2 separate regions of the Oryzias latipes genome follow, and region 1 is linked to region 2. The links are chromatin contacts, called in public Hi-C maps. All regions are on one chromosome and are shown on one strand. Each heading gives the region's core, a stretch centred on a gene start, on an enhancer-like site or on the middle of the called end of the contact. The rest is flanking DNA. Distances are from core to core; before and after follow the strand shown.

What was found. Hi-C and Micro-C count contacts between places; a contact is called where the count stands out from the background.
Region 1: a Hi-C map of embryo shows a contact between it and region 2, with 1.9 times the contacts expected there. The contact joins the promoter of cpa6 here to the enhancer-like site in region 2. A contact is called at or near these places in 3 of 5 Hi-C or Micro-C datasets (embryo and fibroblasts).

The regions. Positions count from the first base shown.
Region 1 is chr20:16,940,117-16,947,555 of ASM223467v1, reverse strand. cpa6 (carboxypeptidase A6) reads right to left here and starts at 1,461. Exons shown (of 11, transcript XM_004081260.4): 1 at 1,169-1,461. The coding sequence starts at 1,389.
Region 2 is chr20:16,690,626-16,698,426 of ASM223467v1, reverse strand. sulf1 (extracellular sulfatase Sulf-1) reads left to right here. Exons shown (of 19, transcript XM_020712655.2): 9 at 170-226; 10 at 2,754-2,880; 11 at 4,049-4,262; 12 at 4,712-4,958; 13 at 5,034-5,130; 14 at 5,527-5,618; 15 at 5,782-5,853; 16 at 7,203-7,375; 17 at 7,736-7,801. Among protein-coding and RNA genes, the nearest start is that of sulf1, 45 kb to the left of the region's middle. Within about 2 kb of position 4,601, at least 1 of the 8 cell types and tissues checked has an H3K27ac peak or open chromatin away from gene starts, as enhancers often do. A contact at or near this core is called in embryo, where this site is marked.

The DNA of each region.
Region 1 (7,439 bases), core at 212-2,711, 250 kb before region 2:
AAAACCAACATTTTATTCTGTTCTTTTTTTGAACCCCCTTTTGTTTTCTGTTCTTTTAAAAATTATTTTAAAAGAGGACTTTTCGGTTTAGTGCAAGTGATGGTTCTGTAACCCTATTGCCTTATAGCATTAAAAGGAGATGAATGAGAAATTAGAGGTGGAGTAAAACACCTTCTACTAGAAATAGTGGATAAGAATTAGGAGAATATATGAACATAAAGAAATATTCAACTTTAAAATAAATAGTCCTTTTTGTGTGAACCTTTTTTTTTGTAATTTAAATTCTTTTTGCAACAAAAATCCATTTTTCAGTTGCTTCTTTTCTCATTTTTACAATGGATGACTCTCCTGGGTGAAAACAATTTGCTTTTAGCTCTCAAACCCAAGACATATTTTTGACATGTCATCACTAAAGCTAGAATGTTGTTAACATTGTCAGAGAGGTATAGAGGTACAAAGTGTTCAGTTAACATGTTAGCTTTGCAGACCTTTGGGTCATAGGAATATCTGGGCATCAGACATGTGCTCAAACATATATTTGCACAAAATATGTAGTCTTAAATCTTAAACTAATGATGTGAATCCATTTATATTCAAATCTCAGTTGTATGAGACAGGCAGTTTTCAGCAGTGACAGTCTTCCCCTGCCCCTACATCAAAGGCTCTTTAGACACAGGCTATAAATATCTGTACATACCTAAAGTCTTCTTGTCTATATGTTTACTCAGATTAATGGCCTAACTAGCTCAAAGTCTCTTGACTCCAGAAATGTGACACAAGCAAAAAATACGTTTTTCTCGTCTGTTACGGTATACGTGTGTATTCTTTATCCACACAGGCTGCTTGAGCAGGATATCTGACCTTTTTAAAACTGTCATTTTGGTAATCATAACCACGCAGAGAACTTGGAGTTGTATTTGAGTAAAAAAATCAACAGCTTTTCTGTATCATGCGTCATTTAAACAAACAAGGATAGAAAAGCTTGGAGAGTGAACTTAATGGTTTACGCAGAAAAACGACAGATGGATCACAAAGGCTTTTTTTGTTCATCCAAGATAAGAGACTGCAAATAACTCTGGAGTGTTTTTCCGGTCTCTGTCTCTGAACTTGAGCAGCAGTCAGGGCGGCCCCCATAAATTAAATACATGAGAGAAATGTGTGTTCTCACCCTACATAGCGGTTGTTGTAGAGAAATGCGCCTGCAGGACATAGCAGGGAGCTGCAGATCATCACAGACGTCAGTAAAGCTGGGACGCGGAATGCGCTCTGATGAACCACAATCAACCTTGACGAGAACATCAGAGAGCAGGAGACAACTTCCATGATGCCGCTCAGCCGTGCGCTTCCGGTGCGTAAAAGGATCATGCGCTCTTGGTAACTTCTCCACATGTGGCGCACAAACAGCTCGCTCCTCCGCGGGGAATCGCGCACCACCTCCGCTCCGCTGCAACAGTGGAGGGAGTTTTCAGGTTAGGTTTTGTAAACTAGGAGGGCCATAGTCACGTGGTCCCCAGGCAGTTGGCGAAGTCAAAACTCCATCCCTCCTTGAGCGCCAAGAGAAAGATTTGTGCACACATTTGCACGAGCAAAAGTAAATACGCGCCTTTGCATTGCTGCCAATGCGTAAAAAAGGAGATATTATTAGTATTTTTTAAGTTGTATTCGTTAAATACAACCTGCTTTATTGATATCACTCAAAACAAATGTATCTGGAAGTTTTATCACTCGGGGAAAGGAACAACATCCTCGTATAAATCATTTACTGTGGCTATTAGTCTCTTTAAACTTGTTTTTTTGCATAAAAACCTAAACACAAATAAGTGACGAGTAGAAGAAATCTAACCTAGAGGTCAAAGTCGCCTAATTTTGTTAGCTGAGCTCCTGAGTCTGTCAACTACGACCTCAGTTGGCTCGCACCCTGCTGGAATTCCTCTGTGGAGCTGGAGAGGACTTTTCCTTTTATTCCAGCCTTCGTGCCTCCGTTTGATCCTCCACTTATCACCCAACACGGTGATTAAATGTTTAAGTCAACCGCCTGCCTCTTCCTTTTGTGAGTGCACGGCAGCACATTTTTCTCATGCTTCTCTCTGGTGTCAACAGTGGGCCACCTGTTTTGCACCAATTACTGTACAAAAGTTCTCCAAACACACCCTTTCGGCCCCGCTTCCAAACAGACGCAGCGCTGTGCGCTTGCTGAAAGAAAGGAGGGATGAAACAAGTTGTCTCCAATTACACTTCAGAAAGGCTGCTGTTTTATCTCACGGGTTTAGAATAAAATGGCAATAATGACGTATAAGAGCACATTGAGATATGATCAAATCATATATTTGTTTAAGAGCTTTAAGTAAATGTATTCACACACCCAGTGAAAATGTGTTGTGTCAACCCTGACATTCAGCTGATAAAAAAGCAGATAACAGATCATCTGCTTTTTACCCAGCTACCTTTTATTTTATGTATAGTTCTAACAGTAACACACACACTTCAGTCTTTTTTTTAAATGATTTCCTAAAACCAAATCTGCTTTAATTTTGAAAAGAGAATATGAAATTATATTTAGGAGACCGGTTTCGGTTTTCCCCTAAGTCTGATTTGAGTTCCCATGTTTCCATTGCATACAAAGAGGTGTTTTTTTTAGTATGAATGCAATCCAAACATCCTCAGAAAGTCTCATCAGACTTTAAATTTAGCGTGTCCAATATGGAGGTCTTGACGGTAAGTGATTTAAAAAGCAAAATCCAAGAAACTATTCAGCACATTTAAGGTATTAGTCATGATGGTTGCTTTATCATGAATCTGTTTTAGAGTTTTAAGCAGAAATAGTATATTGATGAAAAGGTTTTTGTGTTAACCCTGACCAGATCAGAAAATAACAGGTCTTCTGTTTTTCTTTAATACCTCCTGCCCTTTCCGGTTTTAACCTAAACACAAAGTTTAGTCTTTTTAAATAATTTTCTGAAACCAAATTTGCTTTGTTTAAAAAGTAAAACTCTAAAATTAAATGTAGGAAATAGGTTTCATTTCTGCCCCAACTTTAATGTTACTATCCACGTTTCTATTGCATGTAAAGCAATTTGTGTTGAATGTGATTCAAACATCCTCAGAAAGTTTCAACAAACTCAAAATTCAGCGTGTCATGTTTTCCAATACTGGAGGTCCTGCAGTAAGTGTTTTAAAAAGCAAGAAAAACATGAAACTATTAAGAAAAAAGTGTGTCTGAGCTGCACTGACAGCTGCACACACAGGCACACATTCATAAAATGATGTTTTTTTTCTTCTATGGATATCATGTTCAGAGACCTACAGGGAGAACTGGCAGAGTAGTGTTTTTTACATTAGGCACATGTTGGGTACCGTGATGCATGGCACCGCCTGGAGTCAGTTTGATGTTGTTTTCTTTACTCTGGACTGCTTTCCTGGCTGTGTGGTACATGTTTCAGGCTCTGGGATGCGGTCTACAGCAAAACGAAGGACTGAGCATCTTTTTAAGATGAACCCCAGCAATCTTAGAACAGCAGGCCCAAAGAGGTTTTTTCATCTTAGCTCTCACATTTATTAAGATTAGCAAAAAATGCTCCTTGATTGGTAAGAATTTAGTGTGGTGATATAAAACCAGGCAAACTGGACAAGTTTAAGGTAGAAGACAGGGGTCCCAAATAGAGAACTGAAGGGTTTATTTATGTATTTTTTAAAAGGTCCTCAGGAACAGTCAAAATGTAGGTAAAATATGTTTCTAAATTTTAAAAAAAATGTAAGAAGGATAAAAGTAACATGAAAAAGTCACATTTTGTCATTTCTGGTTCACTGAAAAAGTAGTGAAAAAGTAAATTTACTTTAAATGTAGTGTTGGAAAAAAAATCAAATCACTAGGATTTAACAAGGTTTCTTTTTTATTATTGTTGGGCAAATTGAGTTTCAGAAACCCACATAGTGAGAGGTGTTGTGGTTGCATTCTTTTTATTGGCTTCAGTTTATCAACTTCCTATGCTAATGTTTCAGTTAACTGGTGACTGGCCTCTACTTATTGTGCACTTTTCTAGCTGTGTCACATCTCCAGGCGCTATGGTTATAGTTCCAGACACTCATACATGCATTCACACACTGATGGACCACCATGTAGGGTCTTTCCCATGCATACTTTGAGATCTGACATAGGCAAGGGTAACCAGACCAGGTTGACCACTCTACCTCTGCACCAATGTTGCCCCATGACTAAGAGTTTTATGACAACCTTCTATCTTAATAAATAAGATATAATTTCAGAGGACTAGCAAACTAAAGTCTCTGGACTTGGGCCCTTCTTGACTTAAACAGAATTACAGAGATGAATATGACTTTTGTATTTACCATTTAAAGTCATCTGAGTTTCATGTTTGTCTTTACATTTTATTATACTTTTCAAAAACAAACTTTATTGCATTTTAATATTTATATTTCCTTGTTATGGAGAAGATGTTTGCAGTGAGCAGTGAGAGAATCATGTGTTGTCATTTGTCACTGAGTCTGTAGAAAAATTCGAAATGAAAAATGTATTTTGGGGTTTTCAGTACCATCTAAGATCACTAAAAAAAAGAAAAAAAGTCAAATGCCTTAAACAAAACCCGTGCAGTCAATTGAGCCAGTCTGTGTCAGAAACTTACCAGGAATTTGTTGCACTGCTTATCTTTTTCTTTTGTTACGCACCACTGCTAGAAAAACTGAAGCACATTTAGCACAATGCACTGATTGTGAACTGCTGGAGCTACAAGCTGAGAAGAATGCTGTTAATGTAACAGAAGATTTGATACTTTGGAGAAATGTTGTATTTTTACCCATTAAAGAACCCCTTTTCTGATACATTTACATAAGCTGTTGTAGGAGTTTTCATTTTCTCCTCATGCATGTATTGGTTGTCTCACACGACTTTCCCTCACAGTCCAAAAACATGTCTTGTAGTGGTTTCTCTAACTTTTTCCTGTGTGCATGTGAGTGTGTGTTGCCCTGCAACAGACTGGCGACCTGTTTAGAGCGTCCCCCGCCTTCAACCAATGGTAGCTGGTTCCAGCCGCCCCGTGACCCCGAAAGGGATTCAGCTGGAAATGAGGATGGATTTATGGATAGGCTGTTGTACTTGTTTTCTGCTGCTTTGTGTGCTAAAATCACAAAAATATGTGAACGCTACCCAATAAGGGTCCACCTGTGAGCTATGTTTGGTTTTTGCTGCTATGAACTGATCACGTAACTGTAAAGCATCTGCACAAAAGTAATGTTTGCATCAGCGTAAATTAACACTGTTATCACCCCTTGTGTTTCATGTTTCCATGCAAGCACTAAAGTGTTTCATGCATGATGACTCAATTTCACCCAGGTATAAGAATAGGAGAAGTCTTGGCAGCATTTCCCAATTCATAAAGATTAAACTAAATTACATATGAGTGGTGTTATTTTTGCAGATCAAGTCATAATAAAAAGTAATACTCCATAAATTCACCTGACCTGTGACCCTAAAACTTCAATTAAGCTTTTTATTTCTGCAAATGTCACCAATAATCCACTAAATTAATTTCCCCCAGGTTTGAGTCCCCCCCCCCCCATGTCTGCATGAATGCAAAAATCAACACTGCCCTCTAGTGGCCGCTAAGGCACAGTACAACCTAATACCTCTACTTGCTGGGTGTTAAAATATGTAGTACCTCACATGACCACCAGAGGATGGTGCAGGTCAAGATTTATTCCGATTCAAGGGCCAATCCACAACTCACTAAACAAAACGAACCACAACTGAGACCTACAGTAGCTAAATAAACTCTCCCTCTGGTGCTGGTAAAGTGGGCCACCCTCCTTGTTTTTCTAGTCTCTGCAGACAATGTTGGACCCAAACTCACAGCAGAACTCCCTCAGTGACAACCTCACAGTCTGTTCTACATGTTATACTCTGCCTTATTATCTCCACTCCAGTAAAACATTTTTAAAAGATTGTTTAAGGGGCAAGCATGTTTACATTTGCACCAAATTACCCTGGCTGTTTTCTAATGCAAAACAGAGACGCTTCACCTGCAAGAAACTCGTTCAGCCCTGGAGTGAGAGCTGAGAGTCAGAGGAGCTCCAATAAGTGTTCAGCTCAGTAAGAGGAAATTATGTCCTGATTAAAGCCTGATTAATTAGATGTCATAGTTTGTAGAGGTTTGCTTGAACAATTTGCCTCACAGCAGTTTGTGCAGGTACAGCTAGCACACTTCCATTCGATGGGATATTTCTTTTTCTAAATAATTAGAAAGAACATCACAATTATTAGTTCAAATTGTCTAGAAAAACTGTTATCCCAAAGGCAGAGCCCATTGACTCACAACATAAAATTACAGCTATTTAACTATTTAGCAGTTAAAATCAATTATGCAATGAAAATAGAGCAGAAAATCTCTCAAATCAACTGTTCTAAGTAACACAATAAAAAGAACAACATGGAGTTTTTTCTGTTTCCTTCCAGTCTTGCACAGATCTCAACACAACTGGAAACTCATTTTCTCTGTTTGCCTGACCACCTGTGTCTCACTTCCTCTGAAAGTAAGTGTTTTGGATTCTGTGTCTGCACGCTCTTAGTGAGGAAACTAAAACAAAGGGGCAGTCAATGGAGAGGCCTGGTCAAGAGCTGAGACTCGGAGTTAGAATGGGATTAATCTGAAAGTCACTGAAAAATACAAGCTGCATTTTATGAAAAATTGTCCAGGAGTGTGTTTCTTCTTTTTGATTTTCTTCCTAAACAACAATTTAAAAAAATATTTTTTGTTTCAGGTTTGTTCCATATTGGCAAATATTTCATTTCTTTTTTCCTGCAGATTCAGGACCATTGCCTCTGTGCTGACATGACCAAAGTGTTTCTTTGTTTGAATAGAATTGAGTTCTCTGATTTTTTCCAATAATATAAATACTTTTTTTTTTTTTAGATAAAGCGTCTTCAGTTCTGCAGGGTTTTTTGATTTAAATTTGTTATTGGAGCCAATTTTTCAGATCACCTCCATGCAGATGAAGAATTTAAACTTCAGAGCACAACTGACATTTAGGTCTGGAAATGTGAGAGCTCTTTTGCAAACAGAGGAAAGTTGAGGCAAACCAGCCTATACTTTAGCTAAAGAAATATTTTTGCTTTAAATAAAGAATATTGGCATTACATTTTGGTGTAGTGGTTAGGACCCTCAAAAGAAGACCAGGTTTGAATCCTGGCTGGCTAATTTCTGTGTGGAATTTTTAAGTTATTCCCATGTGTGAATGTGCTCAGACAGCACATGTTGATTGGTGACTAAATTGCTTATTAGGAATTAATGTGAGTGTGTACGTCTTTGTGCGGTCCTGCACTGGGACTGATAAACTGCCCAGGGTTCTCTGTCATGAAGTAACAGGGATTCAGTAACTCCCCTGATGCTACACAGAACAAATCAAGAATAGAGCATAGGTTGCCACAG
Region 2 (7,801 bases), core at 3,352-5,851:
GCTGGGACAATTTGTTTCATGTTGAAGATCCTTTACATGTTTTTCTTTGAACCCATGAGATCTTGTGTTTGCTGTGATTAGCTTCCATGATCTTGGAAAGCATTGTCCCCCTCAATGTTGAAGCGGATAAACCATTTGACTTATATAAACCTTTTTTTTTTGGTAATAGATTCAAACCCAACCGGAAACCAAAAGTCTGGAGAGACACATTCCTGGTGGAGCGAGGGTGAGCTTGTGTTCTTTATTCCTAGTCCACACCACAGGCACATCCATGTCACCACCGGGCTTCGTGTGTCACACAAGCCTGATGAAACATTTCAATGAACCCCAATAGTGCCAGGCCTGGCTCATGTTCCACATTCAAATAATGGAGCTGCTTCTCCTAGACGTTCATCCGACTGACATTTCCTGACCACAGTCTGCTTGGATGATGGAGGAAATCAGACCTGTTTGCTGAAGCTAAATACGACAGCCTAATTATGAGGGTTCATGCACAGGGTGCGGACATGAGTGTAACCAGGTCACTGGATTATTTACTGGGAAAAATAGCCAAGTCTTTTTCTACCCAGGAGGTTTTGCATACATTAAACGTGTTGTGATTGCTCCAGACTTAACATTGACTGCAGGATGTAATTTGGCAGGAACAGAGGGAAGATACATTTCACAAAGTTAGCCAGGCAGACATCCACAAAACAAGCACAGGCTTTCCTGGTTTGGGATGATGTTACCTGAGGAACAGCTGGAAGGCTTGCATTTAATGTACTCACGGGACGTGTCAACAGCCACTCTGCTGCAAAGACTTGCGTGTTTTTGTTTTTTCAGGATGCACACAGGTGCTTTGTCTCAAATCCTGAAGGCTTTTTGGCTCGTATGCTAAGTCTGCATCAAGCATGAAGCATTTTGGGACAAATAAAGATGTGGTCGAAGAGGCATGATGTTAATAATCTTTCTAACCATGCCTCCTAGAGCTCCCAACATTTTTCCTTCAGTTCATAGTTGAGCTTTATCTCCTCCACAGTGATTTGCTGATTTGTCAGCGAGTGCATCAGCAGACGCGTCTTCAAGAATGTGAAAAGCTCTCGTGAACTCTGCTGCCTCACACGCAGATCCGATTCCTGCCGGTTTGGAGCTGGACTATGTGCTCCTTTCTGTGAATCAAAAGAACGGCTGATGCTTTCCGTGCAGTTCCCTCACCGGTTATGTGATATGCTCCAGGGTTTAATACCCCCAATTTGACCTTTCAGAACTACCTCAGAGACGTGAAATTACTGAGTGACAGCAGTGTTGTTTGCTTTTTTTCATCATCCAAGGAGTGACAACAACTTTTCACTCCCCTCTGACTGAAATCAAGGATACCACATCAAAGCCGGTGTTGGCTGTTTCCTCTGCAGGGTAATGCAGAAATCAAGAAAAGGGAAATGACTTGTTCTGTGCCCTGTGGTTGTCATCATTCTGTCTTTGGATTATATTGTGCACAGACAACTGTTAGTTCAAGTCGTTTTATCTTCATAGTGACTGGTCAAATGAACATGAGAGCAAAACACCAGAACCTGCTGCATAAACAACAGTCATGATGTAAGACTTTTTTGCTCTCTGTTAAATGGAACTGCATCTCCCCACCTGCAGGAACTGCTGGATTTGTACCTCATTCCCACATCTTTCTGATCTTCAGTATTTTTAGAGAAGCAAAGGGAAAGACGTAATACTCAGGACATACTACTCAGCTTTTTAAAGGCCCACTCCGATAAAAATTGTGTTTTGGTGTTTTTAACATGTTCTTGCGGCATTTTTCTGACAATGGAAGACGTGTATTAAGACGATTAAGTCCAAAATTGCATTTATTTAAATTGTTGTGAATCAGGAGCAGACAAAAAAAATGCAGTTCTTAAAATTATTGTATTTGTTACGTAGAAAATATATTGGGTGTGCCGTTAGCTCCCTTCTCCGTTCTATTCTGATGCATCCACTTGTAGACGACTAAATTCATTTATGTCTTTGTTTTCCTCGTCTGAGCTGGCATCTGGCGCAAAACTGTACAGCTCTAATACTGTTTGCCCTTTTTATTCCACTGGTAATGTTAGCTTGGTGATATGAGGGGCTGTCAGCTAGAAGGAGAGCTCAGCAATGGGTGACGGGTAGGGGAGCGGGGTTGCTCCACATCAGCAGACTCGCCAAAAACCTGAAGCCAGATTTTTATTGAACCATTGCTGCTTTGTAGAAACTTTGTCCTAGAAAATCTGTATTTTTTTTTTTATTTTGAGTAAAAAATTGGATAATTCAAAGATGATCGGAGTTGGACTTTAATCATTGTTGAATTTCTGTGAGTGTTTTTAGCGGGTTTTCAAAAAATGTTCACGTTCACTGCCTTTAACTCTGAAATTATTAAATATTCGATTGTGATTTTTTATTTTTCGACAGTTCTTTAATGTCTTTTGTTCTGTGGATAAAATTGATTAGATTTTTATAATGGGTTCATTTGCAATGGTGGATGTAAAAGATGGTTTTCATTGTTCTGCCTTATAAAATCACTTCAGTGCTCCTGTCTGCCATCTAAACACAACCAAAGAAAAAAGACCCAGACTTGTTCCCATAAAGACTTCCATAGAGCTTTTACATTGAAGTCCAAAAGATTCAGTGTTGGGTTGGGGAGAGAAATTCCACAGGATAACATCATGAACATACATATTTACTATTTGGGTTAAAATCCCACAATCCATCAGTTTCATGATACATGTACATGTTGTGTTTTGCAGAAAGATTCTGAGAAAGAAGGATGACTCCTTGAGTACTCAGCACACCAACAGCCTCCCGAAGTACCAGAAGGTCATAGAAACCTGCCAGCTGGCTGAACTGCAGACACCATGTGAACAACCAGGACAGGTAAAGCAAGAGGAGTGAAACAACTCAAACAAGAGTCCACCACCCTCAGAATTAGTTGTACCACAAAAATTGGTGAACAATAATTTGTCCCTGTTGAAGTGACCTTCATGCTGCCTGTTGGAGAGTTCTGCAGAGCCACAAGTGAAGCAGCCATGTACAAGTGCATCGTTTGGTTTATAATGGGTCTCTTTTGCACAGTTTTTTGCTCCATTAAATTTCGGGTACTTTCCTTTTCATCTGTGCCCATTAATTTTCTGGCAGACTAACAGCCAGATGGTACAGTATACGGCCTTGGAGCAGACAGGCCGGAGAAATACAAATTGCTACAAATTTCAGGTAGTGTTAAATGACAGACAGAGTTTCTAAGGGTCTGACTAATGCCGTCCAGATCCGTTTTATGACCGCATGATTGTGTGTATGTAGCAATCACTAGTTATAGACAGAAAGGGAGCAGCTTTGGTTCAACTAAGAAGTGTGTGGTGCACTTGGAAGTGTGAGTCCAGTGTTTCCTGCACGATCTAACTTCCAGTTTGAAAATACGCTGATGATGGACTGTACAATGTGACTTTCTTGCTTGATTATTTGTTCTGCCTCATACAGAATAAAACCAGGAACCGTCCTATAAAGTCAATTTTTAAACTTTCATTGATGGTTGCAAAACACACTCAAATAAACAAGCATTGTAGATTTTATTATGAATCTGGGCAAACCTTTCGTCCCTTGTTCTGCGGCAGCAGTTCTGCTGTGTAACCGGTTCAGCTGATCTTAACGGGTTAAAGCTCTCAGAGTAGGGTGGACAAAGGAAAATGATCAAGAAAGACTGCGATTGATTTCATTCTTTAGTCACAATACGCGTCTTTTCCTTGCATCTTGTTCAGTGCTCACATGACTGCTCTGCGGGGCCTGAAAGCTCCTCCAGAAGAAACACGATCTGACCTACAAGTCTTTGTCTGGACCCTAGTTCCCAGGCTTAGTTCTGTTCGTCTACACCCCGCTCCAACAGCATATCTGTTCACTTTATGCTGAAATGGAAGAGGAAATGTATTTCACGAATGCAAGTTGGTGACCTGGTGCAGAATGTCCACAGTGAGAGCTTTGCAGCTTTAGTTTACAGTTGCATCTGTTGGATAAGTATTTATAGTTATTCTCCATGTTTATTGTGTTGCAGAAATGGCACTGTGTTGAAGAAATTGCAGGAAAATTAAGGATACAAAAGTGTAAAGATGGTTCCAAAGAAGGCACCGGTAAGAGAACCCGCAGCCTGAAGCCTGGCAGCAGTCATGACAACAGAGAGAAGGTCTGTGACTGCGAGGACACTTTGTACAAACCATCCAGGATGGATCGTCGCTCCCACAGACAATTATCTTCCTCGGCAGGCCAGCGTGAGTGTCCCCACCCCATTTCTTCTTTAAAGATGACACATCATTTATACAACACTGCTTTGGAGTGTTGGTGTTTAAGAGGGCTTTAGTTCATCATTTCATTTCATGCCAGATTCTTCGTCTGGCTTTAATTTATTTAGAAAGTAGACATCTTTGTCTCATGTGTCAACACCACACTGAAAAACAGAAGTCTGTTCCAACTCTGTTTGAAAACAGGCTAAAGCAGATTCTTGTAAATAACAAAATTAAAGAAAAGAAAAGCAAACATCCCTCTACATGTGGTGGACGGGGTTGTTTTCTGAATGTTTTCGATGCCCTCTAGTGTAGCGTAGACAAACTGCAGCTGTATCGCCGTGGCCTCAAGCAAAATCAAGTAAACATAGAAAAAGATGATGTGTGAAGCTGATGCATTTGGTGAAGCTTGACTTCAGTTTTTTGTTTTGTTACAGGTTACCGTCCCCGGTTTGTTCACACACGGCATGCCAGGTCCCTCTCTGTGGAGTTCGAGGGTCAGATTTATGACATCGACCTGCAAGCGGATGACCTGACATCTGTCCGCCGCCGGATTATCTCCAAACGCCACTACAACCCTGAAGACCCAGACTACGATGTGGGGTCCGACGACGGCTCAGAGGAAATGCTGGCGGATGACACAAATGCAGTGGGATACCCCAACTCTGTCAAAGTCACCCACAAGTAAGAAATTACTTCATGGTTATATTTTTTAGGGTTTTTAGTTCAGTTTGTCAAGTTTTGTGGGGTATTTTTCAGATGCTACATCTTGATGAATGACAGTGTTCACTGTGAGAGAGAAATCTACCAATCTTCCAAAGCCTGGAAAGATCATAAGAGCTATGTGGATCAGGAGGTAAGCATCAGAGTGTGTTCAGATTCTAGTTGTTTTTAAAGGCTCACTCCAATGAAAATTTTCCTCATGGAGGCGGACATATTTAAAGAAAATTAAAACTGTGTTTCTGAGTTATTCTTTATTCAAATCATGGTGAATCAGAATGTTTTACTCGCCTTTTTTTTTGCACTCCTAATGTTAGGTTGGGATCTTGAAGGGCTGTAAGCTAGCAGAAGAGTGTGTAAACAAAGGAATGATCTAAACTGTTGGCAGGCTTACACTGCTCCAACTGTCATGCCCACAACTCAGAGCAGAATTTCTAATGTACCACTGCCAGAAAGACCACTGGGAATGCTTTTAAAATAGATTAAAAGATCATTTGGACTGGGACGTTAAGTAAAATAAGTGTTTTTTCAGATTGAGGCACTTCAGGACAAAATCAAGAACCTTCGAGAGGTCAAAGGCCACTTGAAGAGGATACGTCCAGACAAGTGTGACTGTGGAAAAGGGTAAGCTTCCACTTACATCTCATTTTTGTTTAAAAAAATCTTTCAGTCTCTAAAGTTAAAAGATATTCCAATGGTAAATACTTCAAAATTAAGTTTTTAATTGTGTTGGACATTAAAGACCTGGTTGGTTTTCTTAACTTCTCTTTTTTTCTCATGAAATCAGTTACTACAGTAAAGGACTCAGAAAGAGCAATGACAGACTGAAGAGCCGGCCTGATCAGCTCCACCCATTCAAGTGAGTTTCTCCTAAATTCTGGCTCTCTAACGCAGTGTTTTTCAACCTTTTTTCTCGGCACACTTTAACCTTGACAAAAATCCTGCGGCACACCGGCATCCAAAAATGTAAAAGAAAAAAAAAAGGAGAAACTCATTTTCTGTATTGAACTACAGCTCCTCTGCAATCTCACATGCATTTTTGTGATAATTGTGGCAGAAAAAGCTGGAAGTTGCAGCTGTTTTTATTAAAAGATGTAATAAAAGTTAAGTTAGAAGATTTAAAAACTGTTTGATGTGTGTTTGTTGTGGTTTCAAGACGTTTAACAAGGAAGACTCGTTGTGCACTGAGTCACTTTAACCCAATGCATCATGGGAGATGTAGAGCAACCAGCCGCAGAACGCAGACAGACTAGCGTTTCTGAGCTTCATTGTTTTGTTCACATGTTCCACGGTCTGATACCGGATTCTGTGGAAAGCTGCACCGCTAAAGACGAGCTTTAGCTGGTCTTTTTGTTGGAACTAAGCGACTTTATGAGCAGAAACGGAACAGGGAAGTGAAGACTTGAACCACTTCTGATTGGTCAGACTTATGACGTGTAATTAAGCCTCCAAGAATGATTGGTGGAGACAGTTAAAGGCGCGGGACTTTTCTGTAAACAGCTGACGCTACGGCTAAATCGCGGTACCGTCATTCTTATCAAAATGTCTTTAATAGAATCAAATAAACACAAAGAAAAAAGTATTTTACGATCTTTCATATTCCTTACTACTCAGTGTTTTTATCAGGGCCTGTTTGGATGAACACAGAGCTGATAACCTGGAGATGGAAAATGTTTTTAGATCAGTTAATGAGGGCAATTTCCCACGGCACACCTGACCATTTTCCACGGCACACTAGTGAGCACACTGGTTGAAAAACACTGCTCTAACGATTTCATCTGCAGCTGATTACTGGGAACTGTTCAGCCATGACCGTACAAGTGTGACTTCAGACGGGATGGTGAACAGGCAGTAAAGTGTTGGCTTAGCCTCAGGCTGCATGTGATCCAGAACACTTGATTGAATGTTTTTGTTCCCTGAGTGAAAGTTAAATGTCAAAGGAGAAATTTGGTTGTGGATCTGTTTTATTTTTATGTGGAAGCGACGGTTTGTAGTTAATTAAGTCGGAGTGGCTGCTCCCAGAGGTGGTAGTCATCCAGAAGAAGCTGGGTGTAGTAATTGCTTAAACATAAAAGTAAACATTCTGTCATAATCTGACGTGGATGAGGCTTTCTGGAAGTTCCCCCCGTCGTCATCCATCTTTGTGGTTGCTGGCACCAAAGAGGCTTGGGGATGAGGTCATATTTGCTTCCTACTTCATGTTGGCAGGGAGACCGTTCAGGAAAGCGACGGGAAAGCCCAGTTATACAACGAAATCCGGAGGAGGAAGAAGGAGAGGAAGGAGAAGAAACGACAGAGGAAAGGAGACGACTGCAGCCTGCCTGGCCTCACCTGCTTCACACATAACAACGACCACTGGCAGACCCCCCCCTTCTGGACATGTGTGTACTTTTCATGTAACCCTTGTGCTATCCTAGGCACTTTAACATTGGGAGTTGGGTCATCTAGACCCACTAGACGGTGCGCTGAACCTTTTTTCTTCAATAATTTGTTAACCTCACTGGTGTCCATGGATTACATTCAATCTTTCCTCCTTTATCCACCTTTGTCATGGTAGAGAGAACACGTTAATGTAAGGGTGGGGTCATCTAAGATGGCACTTAATCATTCACTATTATGTCAGTTTTGGTCTCTATAAAGACTGCTTTCATAATGTTTACACCGTTTCAGCTGATTTGCTCACTTTCATGTCTGCATGAAAAGATCCAAACCAACAGCAATGACTGTTTATTTTTCTCTAGTGGGTGGATTCTGTGCATGCACCAGTTCCAACAACAACACCTACTGGTGCCTGAGAACAATCAACG